Regions from separate parts of the Canis lupus genome. Here region 2 is linked to region 1. The links are chromatin contacts, called in public Hi-C maps. All regions are on one chromosome and are shown on one strand. Each heading gives the region's core, a stretch centred on a gene start, on an enhancer-like site or on the middle of the called end of the contact. The rest is flanking DNA. Distances are from core to core; before and after follow the strand shown. Region 1 has its middle 11 kb from the start of PKD2L1. Region 2 has its middle 26 kb from the start of WNT8B.

Region 1 (5,313 bases), core at 1,214-3,713:
TGGCAGCATAACCCTTGCCCGGTCCCACTCAGCAAAGGACAAACCAGTTTGGAGGGATTGGCATTGGGAGGGTCCAGAGACCGGTCCTCTCCCAGGCTCCTTCCAGTTGCTTATTCTTTTCTTCTAGGTGACTCTAAAGGTTCACGACAGGCCCTACTAACAGTTCTTAACCTACAGGATTTATCATTCTGGAGACCTTGTAGACTTCTGTGTTGATCTGAGTCTTCTGAGAAGCAGACACCAAGGTTGGGTGGCAGTTGTGAGGTTTTGAGGAAGGCAAACACCTGTGAGAGAAGACAGGGAGGGCGCCAAGGAAGCCTAGGAGAGCTGTCAGACCAAGAAGTAAATCTGCCCCTCAGTGAAGGAGAGAGAGTGGGAAGGTTGGGTGGATTTCTGCAGCATAGTTAGTCTGAGGAAGATTTGCAGAGGCCTTCAGGGAGCCAAAATAAACCATCAGGAGAGTTCTGTGGTCTCCCTGGATGGGGCCACTTTCATATCGTTGCTAAACAGCTCCTAGGAAGTGGAAGTTCCCAGGCTGCTCACCTGGAAGTCTGGTCCAGGTGAACGCTCTTGGTCAAGTGTACATAGTTGGAGGTCTATGAAATCATTTTCATGGCCTCCATACCTTATTTCTAAGAAGGGACAGCCTTAGTCTTCACACAGCCCTTGCTCTGCCAAATGTCATCTGTGTTCCATACTTCTCACCTCATGTGCTGAGTGCATCCTGCTACCCCCACCAGAGAATAGGCTCCTCCCATAACCTGCATCCAACTCAGTATTCTCCTGGATTAATCCAGATACAAGCATTCTCCCAAGCAAGCCCTACCTTTTCCATGTCTCTGTATTTGGTTCCTTCTTGCTTATAAACCTGGGAACTTGAAGGTGGTGATCGGATTAGCTGTGTGTTGACTTTAGTCCTGAAGTACAGGCTCAGGTGCCAGCCTGCCCTGGCAGGAAGTTAGTAGGCCAGCACCGGGCCCCCATCTTTTTACTGGGGCCCCCACTGCCTCAGGTGACCTTCCCCAAGCACCTGAGTGGTTGGCAGTATGGTTCTGGCCTCAGCCAAGATCAAGTACATGCTGGGGCAGCCATAGCTTTGTCAGGTGGTCCAGAGACCCGGGCGGGGGTGGGGAGGTCAGAATGAAGAAGCTGGCACTTGTCTAGGGAAAGCAGAGGTTTGGTAAGGAGGGTGTTAGGGGAGAAGACTACTGGGTACCCAGCTTGGCAGGGACTGACTGGGTCAATGGCCCCTGTGGGCCTCCCTGAGTGCTCTTGGGGCTGGGGCCTACTATATATGGGGCTCTGGATTTGGCTCCTCTCTCTCCCTGGCTGGTTCTCAGCTAAAAGACAGGCTTGGGAGGGATGGGATGAATTCAGCTGGCTCTCTAGGCTACTGCTTAAAAGGAGGTCATGAGGAAACCAACAATTCTGCAAGAGCATGTCTGGACCAGATGACATTGCAAATCCAGAGTCCCCAAGGTAAATAAACAGCAATAACTCTAGGCTTTAAAAGAGAATCCAGCCAAATTCTGAAGTGGGAGCAACAGAGAAATAGCCTGGAAATCCACCATGATTATATTAAGTTACACCTTAAATGGTAAGCTGAAGCTGAAGACAAGCATGAGATTTTCCCTTTTCCCTCCTGGGTGGGGAAAAAAGAGAAGAAAAATGGAGTGGGAGGTGGAGTTGAAGGGAGATGCCTCTGGGTGACCACAGGGTCTTCCAGACTGTAATTTGCCCAGGGGCCAGACCTTAGGTTTCAGGGTTTATGGAGCCTGGATGGGACCATGGGAGCAGTGGTGGGAGGGCAGAAGAGAGATGGGACCATCAAGTCTCCTACTCACTCTCAGCTTAGCATGTTTGTTCTGTGCTCGGAAATAACCCCTTGCTAGACAATCTGTGAAGTACCTACCACACACACCCAGCAGGGTACTATTTCTACCATATCACACCGTACCCCCAAAACCCCGAGCTAGCACAACTTTTCTGAGCCTTGCAAAATAAGACTAAATATAGGGGTAAATATTAATAGACCGTAAAAGCACTTAGCACAGTGCATGTAAGTAGGCACTGAAAAGATGCTAAATGAGTCTGTTCCAAGCCCATCTATTTCTAACCAGTTCTAGGGCATCTCTATTAGGAAGGGTCTCTCTCCATTTCCTGAACCTGTATTCCACTTGACGTGTTTTCACTCTGCCATTATCAGATACTATCTTGTCCACTTGATTAATATGCTTTGTCTTGTTTCTCTTAGAAATCTGTGAGCTGAGCTCCCCAGGGGGGGATCCGTGAAATCTGGCTCCATTCTGCCCCCCATGCAAAGCACAGCTCTGACCTTCTGCTGGGCACATGGAGGCACAGTTAACACTCAATCCCCAGGTGGACACATTGGTTTGGAGGGACAGAATGGGAAAGCAGCAGACTCTTGGCTGGAAGAGGCTAGTGGAGAGGACACAGAGGAAAGCTTGGCTCAGGACACAGCCAGCTGCCCTCTGGACCTTGTGGCCCTGCTCTGCCCAGCTCAGCTGCTGTGTCACTGCAGGGCAGAGGTGACATCAGCTGTGGAAGGGGTTACTATCAGGCAAAGGAAAGGCTATGGGAGAGAAAACTGTCTGTGCTCTCTGGCATGGGACTAGATTGAAGGGGAAGGTTTAAGGGGTTGAGGGGCATTTCTGGCAGGGGTCTGCAGGGAGCTATGGAAAGGGAGGAAAGAGGAAGAGAGAAACAAAGTGAAGACTGGGATTGGGGGAGAGGAGATAGGAATGGCTAAGGCTCTGGACCTTTCACGTGTGGGGGGGAGAAACCTGTTTCGGATTTTATACCACTGGCTGTGATATCCTCAAGACACTCTTAAGAGGTTAAGGGAAGCAAATGGGGGCATTGCTCTCTCTAACCACAGAAGAAAGGCACGGGCAGCCCCTCTCATCTTAGACTTACGATCAGAGCAGAATCAGGACAAGAAAGACTTTCCTTCAGCTCATTTGTGGTGGGAGATGCTGGGTCTGTATCTGACTGCCCTGGATTCTGTGATGCACATCTATATGGAATACTAGGTGTGAGGCTGCCTTCCCAGAATAGGGAAAGATGCCCTGTAGCAGATCAGGCCACACAGAAATCTCCAACTTGGTCAGGTCCTGTGACTTTCTTGTCCTTGGGATCTCACCCAGGCTGTCGCTCCCAGGGTCACATATTATGCCCCAAGACATTAAGATTTCCAAATCAAGCAATCTCATCTGCAGACATACCACAAGTCCTGAGAATAGATACTAGGCCTGGTGGAGGCCCCTCCTCTAGTACACACACCAGAACATGTAAGCACAAGCCCAGAAGATATGCTCTAGACACCTAGTCAGTGGGGTGTCATTTGAGGTCTCCATTCTTCCTCTGGACGCAAAAACAAATCGCTGCCCAACTACACTTTCACTATTAATGCCCTCATGGGATATAGCACCACCACCTCCTCTAAGAAGAATTCTCTGATTCTCCCAACCTGTTCTTGTGTGTGCCTCTTCTCACTCTGGGCCAAACGCCATCGTCCACTCATAAGGATATCCTCCACCATGTGACTCATCCAAGATCAAGAGCTCCTTATAGCCTCAGCACTTGCCACTATGCCTCTCAGGCCATGTGGTTTCCATAACCATCCCCTGAAGGAGAGAACCAATATAGTCATGGAGGTCTGAGAGCCCCAACCCTTATTTCACTCAAGCACATCCAGAAACCAGTGGTGCCAGGACAGGATCCAGAAGGGCAGACCAGCCTGGGCCCCTCTCCTCTGGGAAGGAGGAGGGAAGTCCACTCACACTAGCCATCCTGGATGTCTGCTACCTGTGACTCAGCTTGGGCCAAGGGACAGGGAAGATTCCAAAGCCCAAGAGGTTCATTTCCCCATCTCTTGGCACAGAAATCGGTCCAGGCAAATGCTGAGCCAGATGCAGGAGCTGGCTTGCATCCCTTCCCCATAGTGACTATATCCCGGGGGAAAGCCTGAGGTCAGAGTTGTGAGGACATTGTGTACAGTGCTGGCCTCCTGCCCGGCTGCCACGATGCCATGGGCAGTGTGGATGGACAAATACGTGGGGCTGGTTGGATCCCAACTTGTCTCAGTGTGCTTGCTTATTTGAGCAAGCTGACACTTTAATCTCAGGACCTGGGGGGCTGAAGCCACAGTGTCAGGGAGGAGGCTTGGGTCTAGTACCTATAGGTCATGGGGGAAGAGAGGGGCCTGGGGACCTATGGGTCATGGGGTAGGGACTTAGGTCAGGGGAATGTATTATCTTTACTTATGTACACTCAGAGTTGACTTAGATCTGTGTTTTAAAGTGTCAAAGGGTGAGGAAAGATGAGGTAAGAAGGCCAGAGCCAGGGGGCAGCTGGGCCAGGGGACAGTTGTGAGTGCCTGAGTGCCTCTGGGATTCCCAGCCAGTCCTTCTGTGGGCCTTGCTCTCCAGGCTCAGAGCCTTATGGGTATTGCTGGCCTGTCCTTGCAGGGAGCCTGGAAGGGCAAAAGGAAGGGAAGGTCCAGTGGGCTGTCCAGGCTGCATGAAGATCTGCGAGCACACCTGCCCTCAGCTCCGCAATCCCCATTTGACATCTGGCTGGGGACAGTCACAGACTCACAAGGTAGGGGTTCCACAAAGACCACCGGACCCTATCACTGAGCTGCAGCTCCATCCTGCTCTTCCCTTCTGCAACCCGATGTGCCATGCGTCCATGGATGTGTCCCCAGGCTCCCTCTCCCTGAACCGGTCAAGAAAAGAGAAGAGGGAGGCCAAAACTGTCCCCAGTGCTGGGGCCTGTCCATGTCCTGAATCAGCATTCATGAAACTCACACAAGATTTCCTGGGATGAAGGTCACTCGTGTGCTGAAAGCCTATCACAGGGGACCTCATCCTGCCCCAAACACCTGGGAGACCAGAGCTGGATATATTGACCTCCCACCTGGGAGGGAAGCACATGATGAGCCAAGTCTGCTGGCCCCCGTTTCACAGAAGAGAATGGAGGAACAAGGCATTGAAAGAACAAATCCAAACTAAATTGGAAAAAATAAACAGTCTCTGAGGAGCACTGTGCTCAGTAGGTTCAACACCTGCCTTCCACTCAGGTCATGCTCTCAGGGACTGGAGATGGAGCCTACATAGGGCTCCCTGCTCAGCGGGGAACCAGCTTCTCCCTTTCCTGCTGCCTCTCCTTGTGCTCCCTCCCTCCCTCTCTCTCTCTCTGTCTCTCTCTCTCTCTCTCTGTCAAATAAATAAATAAAATCTTTAGAAAACAGAAACAGGCTCTGGGATCTGGCTAGTTTCCCTCCTCCCG
Region 2 (5,313 bases), core at 1,178-3,677, 75 kb after region 1:
AGATTTTACTGGTTTTAGACTTATTTATTTTTCTTTACAACTGTGACCAAATCACTGATTCAGATCTCAGTCTTCACATTTATACCACTAAAATCAATGGATCACTCTTCCCTCAAACAATATAAAAAGCTACCAAAATAATCACTTCAGAGACAGAAAAAAACAATTATTTAAACAAGAAATAGATATGAATAAAGTAATAAAATTCTGAGTTTTGCTTTAGAACACTCCAGATGTACTCTATAAGGTATACATGCAATTAAAAAGCAAGGAAAAAAAAGAAGAAATAAAGCAACAATTTTCCAAGTATGCTGATATTTTGATAAATCTTAATGCTTTCTAAATTCCAAATATCTATTAAGTATTAAAATAGAATAAGGTTCTCTGGAAAATGTAATTCACGGGTGAGAGTGTCAGCAAGACTACTTGTCATTTGAGGCTGTCTGTTTTTCTTTTCTTTTCTTTTTTTAAGCTTTATGCCCAACATTGGGCTTGAACTCAAGACCCTAAGATCCAGAATTATTTGCTGTACTGACTGACCCAGCCAAGTGCCCCAAGGTATTTCTCTTTCATTCGCTATATTTAAGAAGCTAAAGCAAAAGCAGAAATCTTTCAAATCTTAGTGGACACTAACCTAGCTCAACTGTTTTTTGTTTTTGTTTTTAAGATTTTATTTATTTGAAAGAGAGAGAGAGCACTAGCAGGGAGAGGGGCAGAGGGACAAGAAGACTCCCCACTGATGGGGAGCCAGATGACCCGGGGCTCCATCCCAGGACCCTGAGATCATGACCTGAGCTGAAATCAAGAGTTGGCCCCTTAACCAACTGAGCCACCCAGGCGCCCTAAACCGGCTCAACTTTACAAAATAATAAAGCAAGATTAAAATGATTTTGGTATTCAATATTTGATTGTAACATTCAGGAAGAATTTTAAATGTGGCCTATTAAATCTGCAGACTCATCCACCAATCTGAACCCATCCTGGAAATTACAACTTTCTTTTACAGGATATTCCTTGTACCGTTCCACGTGGTCTTCAACTGGTGAGGAAGTCTTACTTCTCCCTATACTGACCATGAACATCTTCTCATGGTATGTATAGTATAGTATAAATTACTATCATTTATAATCCCATTTTCACTTAAAAAAAAATCAACAACTAGACTCTAATTTCCTCTTTATTTCCATTTTTCTTTTCCTCAACTACTTCCTTTCACTGGCCAGTTAAGTCAGTCTTTTAGAAACATTACTTTTCTCTTTCTCTCTTTCTCCTGGTTCTCCTTTACTTCTTGCTCTGTCAACACACCTTTCCTCATCATCCAACCTAAACATTTATATTGAGCAAGTAGAGCACGTCTAACAATGTGTGAAGCGAGAATTTGAGGGATATCAGAGATCTAGGCTTTGAGCCTGCAGTCAAAGGCTTACATTCTAGGTAGGAAGACAGCAAACTGTCAGAGCAAACAAAACTATGAGGAAACCATTACACTAAGCCATGCTATCCTGGCTACCAGGATAACTTTAGAAACCCTTGGTTGAGAAAACCTAGAGGCTGAAGACTCAGTCATAGAGAAACAAAGTCATGCCACCATCTACCAGGAAATCTTATGCAAATCTGCAGAGGTCTGAAGACTTCTAGAGTTACCTCTGAACTCTGTAGCCTATGTACAGCTATTAGAAAACAAGCAGGTAATGCAATCAGGTAGACTGGTGGATTTATATAAACTTTAGCACATCTTTTTCTTATGGTATTAATGTAGCTAGATGTCACTAAACATGACTAAGCCTTGGAAAAACATGTCTGAATATAAGTATCAGAAAAATGTGAGTGTATGTGTGTGAAAGAAAGAGACAGACAGAAAGAGACTTAGCCTGGTAAGAATCAGTCAAAAGATGCATGATCAGTGATCCAACCTGTTCCACCAATATAAACCCATGTGTCATTGGGTGGAAATATCACCTAACAAGAGGCTTGATCTATTAATGCCTGACTTATATGTACCATTTTAAAATATAACTACGAGACATATCTTATATCAGGTACTACCCCACATATACATGTTCTTATATATTTTTAAAATATTTTATTTATTTATTTGAGAGAGAGAGAAAGAAAGAGCACGAGTAGGGGGAGGGGCAGAGGGAGAAGCAGGTTCTCCTCTGAGCAGGGAGCCTGACATGGGGCTCCATCCCAGGACCCTGGGATCATGACCTGAGTGGAAGACAGATGCTCAACCGACTGAGCCGCTCAGGCACCCAGACAGTTCTTATAAAGTCACACATTGACTTGGGGATTACCATAGTCTCATCCCTACCAAGACTGTCATTGAGGTTGACTTTTAACCTCAGCAGAAGGCCTGTGCATGCCTGTGCACTGAGTGTCTCCCAAGTTTATTCTAGTTTCACAGCATGGAGGGTTTTGATTTCTGATCTGGCAAGGATGTTCCACTCCATGCCTTCTAGGGGATGTTTACTGAGATCCACCCACAGGTAAGGGAAAGAAACTTCCTCACCTAAAAACATAAGGAAGTGGTGCACTCTGCAGGACAAAGTGGCAATTGCAGCCCTAGCGATTTTTTTTTTTTTTTTTTTTTTTTTTTTTTTTTTTTTTTTTTTTTACGACAGCGACCTGCACTTTTTGTAGCACTAGATTATTTTTCTCCACCATGTGGCGCTGCTGTTCTCAGTGTCACTTTCCAGCTAGTTTAGGGTAGAAAAATCCGGGGACAGGGAAGAGAAAGTACAGGGTGGGGGCACAAGGGATTAGGAAGTGGGAGAGGTTAAGAAAGGAAGCCAGTTCTTTCTGCCAGACAGAACTTCCCTAGCACCTCAAATAAGATCCATTGCAGTAAAGAAAGTCATTCCCTAACCCGAGTATCTCATTTTGGATCATTTAATTCAATAGTTCTCAAAGCTGGCTGCCCAACAGAATCACCAGGGGGAACACTTTAAAAGATTCCAATTCCCAGATTCAATCCTACCCAGAGAAACTCTGACTCATAAATTTGAGGAAGGGTCCAGTCATCTGTCTTTAAAAAGCTCTCCTGAAGATCAGTGGTGGTTCGTCTACACAAAATTTGGAAGAGAAAAAATAGTCTAAGAGGAATCAGTTCTTGCAGGACTCTGCAAATAGCACTTCTATTTTTCAGTTCAATAACAGCAAATGGTGAGAATCTATTCCATGCCAGTGATTTCTCTAAGAAATAAGAGCACTGTTTAATGAGTAAACTCATCTGTATCTTTTAGACGCTTACTAAGCAGACCTCTGTTTGGCATTTTCTCTTGCCCAATTTTGGCAAAAACTCTGACTCCGCAGATTCATAGTTCCCTAGCACCAGCCCCCCACTGTCTTCCTTTTATGTACCAATCATCCCAGTTAGGGAACAGGGGCGATCTGGCTATTTTTGGCATCATTCAGAACTGAGTTTGATTCCTCATTTAACAAGTCATCAATGATGGGACATTTAAAAAGGTAATCTAACCTTTCTGAACCTTTATTTATAATAGGAGGTGGTCATACCTGCCTCTGACATCTGTTATAAAATTCCAATGAGATTAAAGTCCTTAGCAACCTGCCTGGTACATGGTATTTAATAAATATAATTTATTAATAGTAGCAGTAACCTGCCACCTTGATCTCTAGAACTTGTCTTAAGCACCTGTGTCATCTAATGACTCTCCATGTTCATGGTTTTTCCACATCCCAAAGCGCTGTTTTAAAGAGAACTGCTGGCCTTGTCTCTAAGAACCTGTGAAGAAAGTACAGTAGGGGAAAGTGTGCTTCCCACCCCAGAACTGGCACAGGTAGACACAATAACTATATTCATCTATCCTAATTCCTTTTCTTTCTTCTTTCTTTCTTTCTTTCTTCTTCTGTGCTTCTTTCGGGATTTGTGCTTCTTTTTCTTCTGTCGTGGGCTTTTTATGGCTTTCTATTGTTCTTTCTTTCTTTTCTTTCTTCTTCTGCCTTCACGTCCTTCTTCCTTCCTTCCTTCCTTTCTTCCTTTCTTCCTAAGATTTTACTAATTTAGGGCAGCCCCAGTGGCTTAGAGGTTTAGCGCCGCCTTCAGCCCAGGGTGTGATCCTGGAAACCCAGGATCAAGTCCCACGTCAGGCTCCCAGCATGGAGCCTGCTTCTCTCTCTCTCTCTCTCTCTCTATCTCTCTCTCTAATAAATAAATAAATAATATTTTTTAAAAAAAGATTTTACTCATTTATTTGACAGAGAGAGAGCAAGCACAAGCAGAGGGAGTGGCAGAGGGAAAGGGAGAAGCAGGCTCCCTAAAGAGCAGGGAGCCCAACGTGGGGCTCAATTCCAGGACCCCAGGATCACAACCTGAGCCAAAGACAGATGCTCAACCGACTGAGCCACCCAGGTGCCCCTCTAATTCCGTTCGCCCCCTTCTCTCTAGCTGTTAGAATGATATAGATGGAACTTACCTGAGCATGAGTTTTCAGACTTTGGTGAGCAATAGGATAATCAGGAGCATATATAAAAAGTGCAGTTTCCTAGGCTACTCGGCAGGATCCTGATGTGGAGCACAGGGGTCTTCACTTTAACCCCTAGCTCACATGACAAGATATATGTGTATATATATATATATATATATATATATATATAGCCCTTCGGGAGTGGGGCCTTAGCGCTTCCTCTGCAGAATACAGGTCTCAGGGAGGATGGACTGTGGTGGAAATCAGTCCCAAGATGCTAACACACCTCTGAGTTGGTATTGCCCCTTGGGTCCAGGTACAATCATTAGAATTGCCTGGAGCAAGTTTAAATATACACAGCTTGTCACGAAAGCTGCTGGGCTACATTGCTTTGTATCTAGCAGCATCCAGGCCTGAGGCTGTGGCCACTTGACACCAGGAGCCACTTAGTGCTGGTTTGGATCTTGAGCAGAGAAGCAAGTCCTCAGGGAGCGGGGTTTGGGAACTGATACTGAGTGCCTGCAGCATCTACTCTGTCTTCACCATTTAGAACTTGTAACTAAAATATTTAAATAAACTGATTTTAAATGCAAATTAAGGACAAATATTCTCAAAAGGAAAAATAATCACAAATCAAATCACATGGTGTGCCTTAAATGTAAACAATGTTTATATCAATTATATCTCAATAAAACAGGCGGGGGGCCTAAGAATTACTTAGTCCCACTACAAATTGAAAAGCTCTCAGAGACCATGGAGATCGCACACATGTTTGAAGAGGCAGAGTGTAGGGTAAAAAGGTGTGATGCTGACCCAACAGAATTGGAAAGTACGAGTTTCTTTCTTTTTAGAAATTAAATTATAATGCACTAACTGAAATAAT

Evidence for each region. Hi-C and Micro-C count contacts between places; a contact is called where the count stands out from the background.
Region 2: a Hi-C map of blood shows a contact between it and region 1, with 5 times the contacts expected there. The contact joins two enhancer-like sites. A contact is called at or near these places in 5 of 9 Hi-C or Micro-C datasets (amygdala, blood, liver and 1 more).

What each region holds. Positions count from the first base shown.
Region 1 is chr28:13,272,623-13,277,935 of UU_Cfam_GSD_1.0, forward strand. No RefSeq gene overlaps it. Among named protein-coding and RNA genes, the nearest start is that of PKD2L1, 11 kb to the left of the region's middle. Within about 2 kb of position 2,464, at least 2 of the 20 cell types and tissues checked have an H3K27ac peak or open chromatin away from gene starts, as enhancers often do.
Region 2 is chr28:13,347,729-13,353,041 of UU_Cfam_GSD_1.0, forward strand. No RefSeq gene overlaps it. Among named protein-coding and RNA genes, the nearest start is that of WNT8B, 26 kb to the right of the region's middle. Within about 2 kb of position 2,428, at least 2 of the 20 cell types and tissues checked have an H3K27ac peak or open chromatin away from gene starts, as enhancers often do.